Regions from separate parts of the Danio rerio genome. Here region 2 is linked to region 1. A link is a contact called in public Micro-C data. All regions are on one chromosome and are shown on one strand. Each heading gives the region's core, a stretch centred on a gene start, on an enhancer-like site or on the middle of the called end of the contact. The rest is flanking DNA. Distances are from core to core; before and after follow the strand shown. Region 1 overlaps egln1a (egl-9 family hypoxia-inducible factor 1a). Region 2 overlaps LOC100331556 (signal induced proliferation associated 1 like 2).

What was found. A called contact is a pair of places that touch in the nucleus more often than the background predicts.
Region 2: a Micro-C map of caudal fin shows a contact between it and region 1, with 2.5 times the contacts expected there. The contact joins two enhancer-like sites. A contact is called at or near these places in 2 of 18 Hi-C or Micro-C datasets (caudal fin and an unstated tissue).

What each region holds. Positions count from the first base shown.
Region 1 is chr13:53,034,416-53,038,721 of GRCz12tu, reverse strand. The region is part of intron 5 of egln1a (egl-9 family hypoxia-inducible factor 1a); the gene reads right to left. The region is part of intron 11 of LOC100331556 (signal induced proliferation associated 1 like 2); the gene reads right to left. Among named protein-coding and RNA genes, the nearest start is that of egln1a, 38 kb to the right of the region's middle. Within about 2 kb of position 2,406, at least 6 of the 62 cell types and tissues checked have an H3K27ac peak or open chromatin away from gene starts, as enhancers often do. A contact at or near this core is called in caudal fin, where this site is marked.
Region 2 is chr13:53,086,558-53,090,373 of GRCz12tu, reverse strand. All of the region lies in intron 11 of LOC100331556 (signal induced proliferation associated 1 like 2), which reads right to left. Among named protein-coding and RNA genes, the nearest start is that of egln1a, 90 kb to the right of the region's middle. Within about 2 kb of position 1,648, at least 19 of the 62 cell types and tissues checked have an H3K27ac peak or open chromatin away from gene starts, as enhancers often do. A contact at or near this core is called in caudal fin, where this site is marked.

The DNA of each region.
Region 1 (4,306 bases), core at 1,157-3,656:
CTGTTAAAGAGTTGAACAGAGTTGACTGTAACAGAGTTGAACAGAGTTGACTGTAACAGAGTTGAACAGAGTTGACTGTAACAGAGTTGACTGTAACAGAGTTGAACAGAGTTGACTGTAACAGAGTTGACTGTAACAGAGTTGACTGTAACAGAGTAGACAGTAACAGAGTTGGCAGTAACAGAGTTGACTGTAAAAGAGTTGACTGTAAAAGATTTGAACAGAGTTGACTGTAAAAGAGTTGAACAGAGTTGACTGTAACAGAGTTGGCAGTAACAGAGTTGACTGTAAAAGAGTTGAACAGAGTTGACTTTAACAGAGTTGACTGTAACAGAGTTGACTGTAACAGAGTAGACAGTAACAGAGTAGACAGTAACAGAGTTGGCAGTAACAGAGTTGACTGTAACAAAGTTGACTGTAAAAGATTTGAACAGAGTTGACTGTAACAGAGTTGAACAGAGTTGACTGTAACAGAGTTGGCAGTAACAGGGTTAACAATAACAGAGTTGAACAGAGTTGACAGTAAAAGAGTTGACAGTAACAGTAGACAGTAACAGTTGATGGTAACAGAATTGTCGGTAACACTTGACAATAACAGAGCTGAAGGTAACAGAGTTGATGGTAACAGAGTTGACGGTAACAGAGCTAATAGTAACAGAGTTGACGGTAACAGAGCTGACAGTAACAAAGTTGACGGTAACAGTTAACAGTAACAGTGTTGACGGTAAAAGAGCTGACGGTAACAGAGCTGACGGTAACAGAGTTGACGGTAACAGAGTTGACAGTAACAGAGTTGACGGTAACAGAGCTGACGGTAACAGAGTTGACAGTAACAGAGTTGACGGTAACAGAGCTGACAGTAACAAAGTTGACGGTAACAGTTAACAGTAACAGTGTTGACGGTAAAAGAGCTGACGGTAACAGAGCTGACGGTAACAGAGTTGACGGTAACAGAGTTGACGGTAACAGAGTTGACGGTAACAGAGTTGACAGTAACAGAGTTGACGGTAACAGAGCTGACGGTAACAGAGTTGACAGTAACAGAGTTGACGGTAACAGAGCTGACAGTAACAAAGTTGACGGTAACAGTTAACAGTAACAGTGTTGACGGTAAAAGAGCTGACGGTAACAGAGCTGACGGTAACAGAGTTGACGGTAACAGAGTTGACGGTAACAGAGTTGACGGTAACAGAGCTGACGGTAACAGAGCTGACGGTAACAGAGCTGACGGTAACAGAGTTGACAGTAACAGAGTTGACGATAACAGAGCTGACGGTAACAGTTGAAGATAACAGAGTTGATGGTAACAGTTGATGGTAACAGTTGACGATAACAGAATTTACAGTTACAAAGTTATCAAGTAGCAGATTAGACACTTTTTACTATTTTGTGCATTATCTAACGATGCTAACCTCAAACGAGACAAGGCATGTCTAAAATAAAATTGTATGTATTTTCATCATGTTATTTGGACGTCACATTTGTTGATTATCATTCCAGTTTAAGGAAAATGAATAGAAAATGTTTGTGTACCTTAAGTGTCTGAAAACATTGCATTAATTTTGCGATAAAGCATGTTAAAGTGATATTTCAGTTCACCCAATAATTAAAACACACTCACTATTTACTCTCCATCAACTGGTTCCAAACCTTTAAGACTTTCTTTATTCAGTTAAACACAAGAGAAGATGGAAGCTGAAAACCTGTATTCTTTTGTGTTCAACAGAATAAATAAACTCAAACAGTTTTGGAACAAATTAGTAAATGACAGAAATTTCAGTTTTGTATGAACTACCCCTTTAATGTTGCTAAAAATGTGGGAATATCCGTCCTGTGTGAACATTAGTAAAACTCAATAAAGAGCCGCAGGCTGACTTCAACTTTGACCCACTTCTGAAGGATTTCACTGGGTTTGTTCTGGTTTACTCAGACTTTTAATCGAAGTTCAACTGAAGTGATCTTTAAGAGACAGTTTACCCAAAACTTTCAATATTATTTTATGAACTTTCATGAATGTCTTTCTTGTGTTGAACACAAAACAAGATATTCTGAAGAATGTATAGATACAAGCAGCCGATGACATCTATAGTAGACCAAACAGAAGTCAATGGCAGTCATTTCCCCACAACATTCAGCATTCAATATCTTTATCTGTATTTAAAAATAATAACAGGTTGGAAGGGTGATTAAATGGTGACAGAGTTTTTCTTTTAGGGTGAACTGTCCCTTTAAAACTCATATTTAATTCAGTTTATCTTGAGTTTGACAATAAATCTAAAATATATTCATGAAAATGTTGGGAATCGAACTGGTATTGAAAGGAATTTTCCTAAAATCATCACCAGTATTTGTCATGCAGGCCTGATATTGATTTTAAACTCAGATCAACATTGCCCCCTAGTGCACGACTCTGGTCATTATTAGTAAACAGAAAGCTGACTGTGCAAATCTCGCATTTCAATGAATTTATTGTATTGTCAGATTTGGTTGTTGAATCACAGTCAGTCACGTCTTTAAATTATTCACATTTTGCACATAGACATTAATGTTATTTTTTTAGGTTATTTGTGTATTTATGTACTTTGTATAATTTCTGTTTATCATTAAATATTTGTCCACCTGTAAATATGTTTTGATTTATGAATAATTATCTGTTTGTAAATAGTTATTTGAGAGCGTAATATTATTTGTATTGAAAGTAGTAAACAAATTATTTATAAATGTTTATGTATAAATGTCTATTTACAAATATTTGTTTATATATATATATATATATATATATATATATATATATATATATACATACATATACATATACATATATATATATATTCTTGAAATTTTTTTTCGCCAAATATTTATTTATTTATATGTTTGTAAATAATTATTTGAGATCATTTGAAATGGAAAACATATATAATAATAATTTAAAAATATATATTAAAAATATTTTATAAATGGCAACCTACAAATATTTAGCCCATTTGTTTTTTAAATATTTGTTTATTTATCTATTTGTTAATATATTTGAGATAGTTTAGTGTTGAAAAATATTTGTCTTGAATATAATATAATTATGCATGTATGTTTATCTATAAATTTACATTTCTTTACAGATATATTTTAATTATCTGTTTCTCAATATATTTGAGATAGCTTTAGAGAGTAAAAGTATTTATCTTGAAAATAATTTTTTTTTAAAGAAGTTTATCTATATACATTTAGCTTATCTTTTCCTATAAAATATTTGCTAAATCATCGGTGTGTTAATAATTATTTGAGATAATTTGAATTGGAAAACAAACATAATATAATATAATATAATATAATATAATATAATATAATATAATATAATATAATATAATATAATATAATATAATAATGCATATATGTTTATATAAATATGCATTTATTTACAAATATTTGTTTACATGTATAATTGAAATATTCTCTGTAGACTGGTCTGTTTTGTTTAGTTGCAATTTTTTTTCCCAAGTGATGTATAACAGAGCAAAGTAATGTTTCAAAGCATTTTTATCTCTCTATATATATGGAAAATAATAAAAAATCTAAAATCGCTCTGGTTAATATTATTATAGATTTTTCTCTCGATTGTCTACAGTAGGGGTGACCAGGATCTACCTTCCTGCATATTTCAGTTGCAACCCATATCAAACACACCTGCCTGTAATTATCAAGTGCTGTTCAGGTCCTAGTTAATTGGTTCAGGTGTGTTTGATCAGGGTTGGAGCTGAGCTCTGTAGGAAGGTAGATCTAAGATCTAAGAGGAACAGGGTTGAGCAGCCCTGGTCTACAGAACAAATCACTGTGATCCAATGACTTGCAATTGACCCAATAAGTAAGCTAAACCTTTCAATTCAACACTTTCTAGCAAAATAACTAGTAAAATATTAAATTCAGTCATCATAGCAAAAACAAAAGAAATGGAAAAAGAAATGTAAAAAATGATGTTAAATGATATTCATTAAACAGCACTTGAAAAAGATTTGAAAAAGAATTAGAACATAGTTTTTGCATAATTATAATAGATTATTAATTTATTGCAGTATAATCTTCTTCTACACTGCTGCAAAAGCGCCCCCTGGCGGAGACACGAGGAGTTCTCAGCAGAACACGGTGATATTGCAGTTTGATATTGTTAGTGATATTGCAAACTGGTGTTGTCATACAAGATTAAGCACAAATATATTAAAGGTTTTTGTTATGTATGGACATACAGCATTCATTTTACTCATGCAGCTTCAGATATTTAATAAAAGTCCTAAATTTGACTATAAATGTAAAC
Region 2 (3,816 bases), core at 399-2,898, 52 kb before region 1:
GATATCTCAGCTCTATATATGTCAGTTATATTTTAGTGTCACTGAGATACTGCTGTGATTTGTATTTACAGTTTTGCAGTTGTTTTTGTTTTCAAAACTGTATTTGTTTAGCATATTTTAATTTTTAATTAGCATTTTAACAAGTTACATTTTAAAATTTTACTAAAAAGTCACAAAAAAAGTGACCACATAAGTATAATTAAGCATTTTAAAATGTATTTATTATTTAAATATGTGTTCATTTACATTAAGTTAAACTAAATACAAAGTATAAATATTTATTTGAAAACTACCAAATATCAAAGAACATTTTTGGCTTTTATTCAAATATTTTTTAATTTTTTTGTTTTGTGTTGTGTTGTTTTTGTTATGTTGTGTTTTTTGTTTGTGTGTTTCTTTTGTTTTGCCTCCTGTTTTGTGTTTTGTTTTGTTTTGTTTTGTTTTGTTTTGTTTTGTTTTGTTTTGTTTTGTTTTGTTTTGTTTTGTTTTGTTTTGCGTTGCATTGCATTGCCTTTTGTTTTGTGTATTGTTTCATTTGGTTTTGTTTCGTTACATTAAGTTTCGTTCAGTTTCTTGTTGTGTTGCATTCCATTGCGTTTTGTTTTTTGTTTTGTTTTGCATTTCGTTTTGTTGCGTCGCCTTTCATTTTGTTTTGTTACATTATGTTTAGTTTAGTTTCTTATTGTGTTGAATTCCATTGCGTTTTCTTTAGTTTTTTTGTTTTGTTTTGTGTTTTTTTTGTTTTTGTTAATTTGTTTTTTTTTTTTTTTTTTTTTTTTAGTTTAGTTTAGTTCAGTTCAGTTTAGTTCAGTTCAGTTCAGTTCAGTTCAGTTCAGTTCAGTTCAGCTCAGTTTAGTTTAGTTTCGTTTCAATTGTTTGTTTGTTTGTTTATTTGTTTGTTTGTTTTGTAGAATATGTTCAGATACTTAAAAAAACTAAGATAACTTAATGAATATGCAAAAAAAGTACAAATATTTCAGTAAATGTAAAATTACACTTTTGGCAAACCAAAAATGTACTGTAACATCATTTCACAACCTTTTAACCATCATTGATAAATTCAGCTTTAAAAGGTTTAAAGATCAAGGCACAAGTATCACAAAACATATTTCTTTTTCCATCGGTTTAGTCCCCTATTTATCAAGGGTCGCCACAGTGGAAAGAACTACCAACTATTTCAGCATATCTTTCACACAGCGGATGCTCTTCCAGCTGCAACAGAGTACTGGGAGGCACCCATACACACTTTCACACACACTCATACACTACGGCCAATTTTGTTTGCCCTATTCACCTATAGCGCATGTGTTTGGACTGTGGGGGAAACTGGAGAATCCAGAGGAAACCCACGCCAACACGTGGAGAACATGCAAACTCCACACAGAAACGCCAACTGACCCAGCCGGTACGCAAACCAGAGACCTTCTTGCTGTGAGGGGACAGTGCCAACCACCACTGAGCCGAAATAAATTGGAAAGGTTACAAACAGTTAATGATAAACTTCATTGTGATGCATTTTTTCAGTGTGTTAACATTGAGTATTGACAGTGAGTGTGTGACATCATCAGAATAGTTGAATCATCATCATCATCCTCCTCCGCTGTGCATTGCAGTAACATTACTCATCCATACCACATGTGTGTGTGTTGTGTCTCCTCATCTGAACAGATTGCCTGGAAACACACAGACTCAGAGAAAGTGGCGTCATCAGGCTCCGGATGGGAATCTGCAACTCTATCCGCTTTTAAATGGAGCGAGACAAAGAAACGGCACTCAGTTTCCAGCACTTCAGTGTGTAAATGCTTGCAGGAAGGTAAATGGTGTGTGTGTGTGTTTATGTGCTGACTGGGAAATGTTATGTCATGACTGAAGCAGATATGATGGATGAGTGTGAGTTAAATGTATATGTAGAACACACAAAAGCATTTCTAACCTGCACTATTGTAATTTTGTCACTGTTTATAAATTTACAAATTATTTTGCCTGTTAATATTTATACACCTATACAAACTTATACATACTTACCGGCCACTTTATTAGGTACATCTTACTAGTAGTGGGTTGGACCCCCTTTTGCCCTCAAAACTACTCTACTGCCAGCAGGATAACGTGCCGTATCATAAAGCATGAATTATCTCAGACTGGATTCTTGAACATGACAATGAGTTCACTGTACTCAAATGGCCTCCACAGTCACCAGCTCTCAATCCAATAGAGCACCTTTGGGATATGGTGGAACGGGAGATTCACATTATTTATTCGCACACACACACACACACACACACACACACACACACACACACACACGCACGCACGCACGCACACACACACAAACACACACTCATACATACACAATTACATGTACACACAGACACACACTCACATGCACACACACTCAGATTTACATACTGTAGATACACACAAACACAAACCCACAAACACACAATCACATATACACGCATGCACACAAACACACACACACTCACACACACACACACACACACACACACACACACACACACACACACACACACACACACACACACACTCACATATACAAACTTATATACACAAACAGACACACACACACACATATACATATTTTTACACATGCGACCACACACACACATACACACAGACACACAAAAATATACATAATTACATACACAAACGCACTCACATACATATACACACTTACACACTCACACACATACACACATGCACAGACACACAAAAACATACATAATTACATACACACACATGCACACAAACACACACACAATTACATACACACACACACACACACACACACAGTATACAAACACACACACACACACACACACACACACACACACACACACACACACACACACACACACACACACACACAGTATACAAACACACACACACATTATACAAACACACATTATACAAACACACACTCACAGCATACAAACACACACACACACACACACACACACACACACACACACACACACACACACACACACACACACACACACACACACACACACACAGAGAGAGAGAGAGAGAGAGTAGCTGCTCTTCAGGTTGGACAGGCAGATTGTTTCTCTGAACTGTGCAGGTCAGACCTGCTCCTGCTTCACCCTGGTGACTGTAGCCATCGGCAACTTAAAGCATGTGACGCGCACAGAACATGTTGACTGTTAATATTTCTGTGTGGGAAACTCAATGCCAGAGATGGAGAGCATGACGAACTCTACAGTATCACACACCAGCTCTGAGAAGTGAGAGCATTCCGCATTTAACTCTTTCCCTCCATATTTGTATTACAAAATAAATATTTGAGTTATAATTCTGATTTATATTTTGATAATTAAACTTATTCGCATACATAAGGCACATACAAGTTACTTATTACTACGTACACTCACCGGCCACTTTATTAGGTACACCTACCCCATTTGCCTTCAGAACTGCCTTAATCCTTCGTGGCAGAGATTCAACAAGGCACTGGAAATATTCCTCAGAGGTTTTGCTCCATGTTGACATGATAGCATCACACAGTTGCTGCAGATTTGTCGGCTGCACATCCATGATGTGAATCTCCCATTCCACCACATCCCAAAGGTGCTCTATTGGATTGATATATGATGAATGTAGAGGCCATCTGAGTACAGTGAGCTCATTGTCATGTTCAAGAAACCAGTCTGAGATGATTGAGCTTTATGACATGGCTTGTTATCCTGCTGGAAGTAGCCATCAGAAGATGGAGACACTGTGGTCATAAAGGGATGGACATGGTCAGCAACAATACTCAGGTAGGCTGTGGTG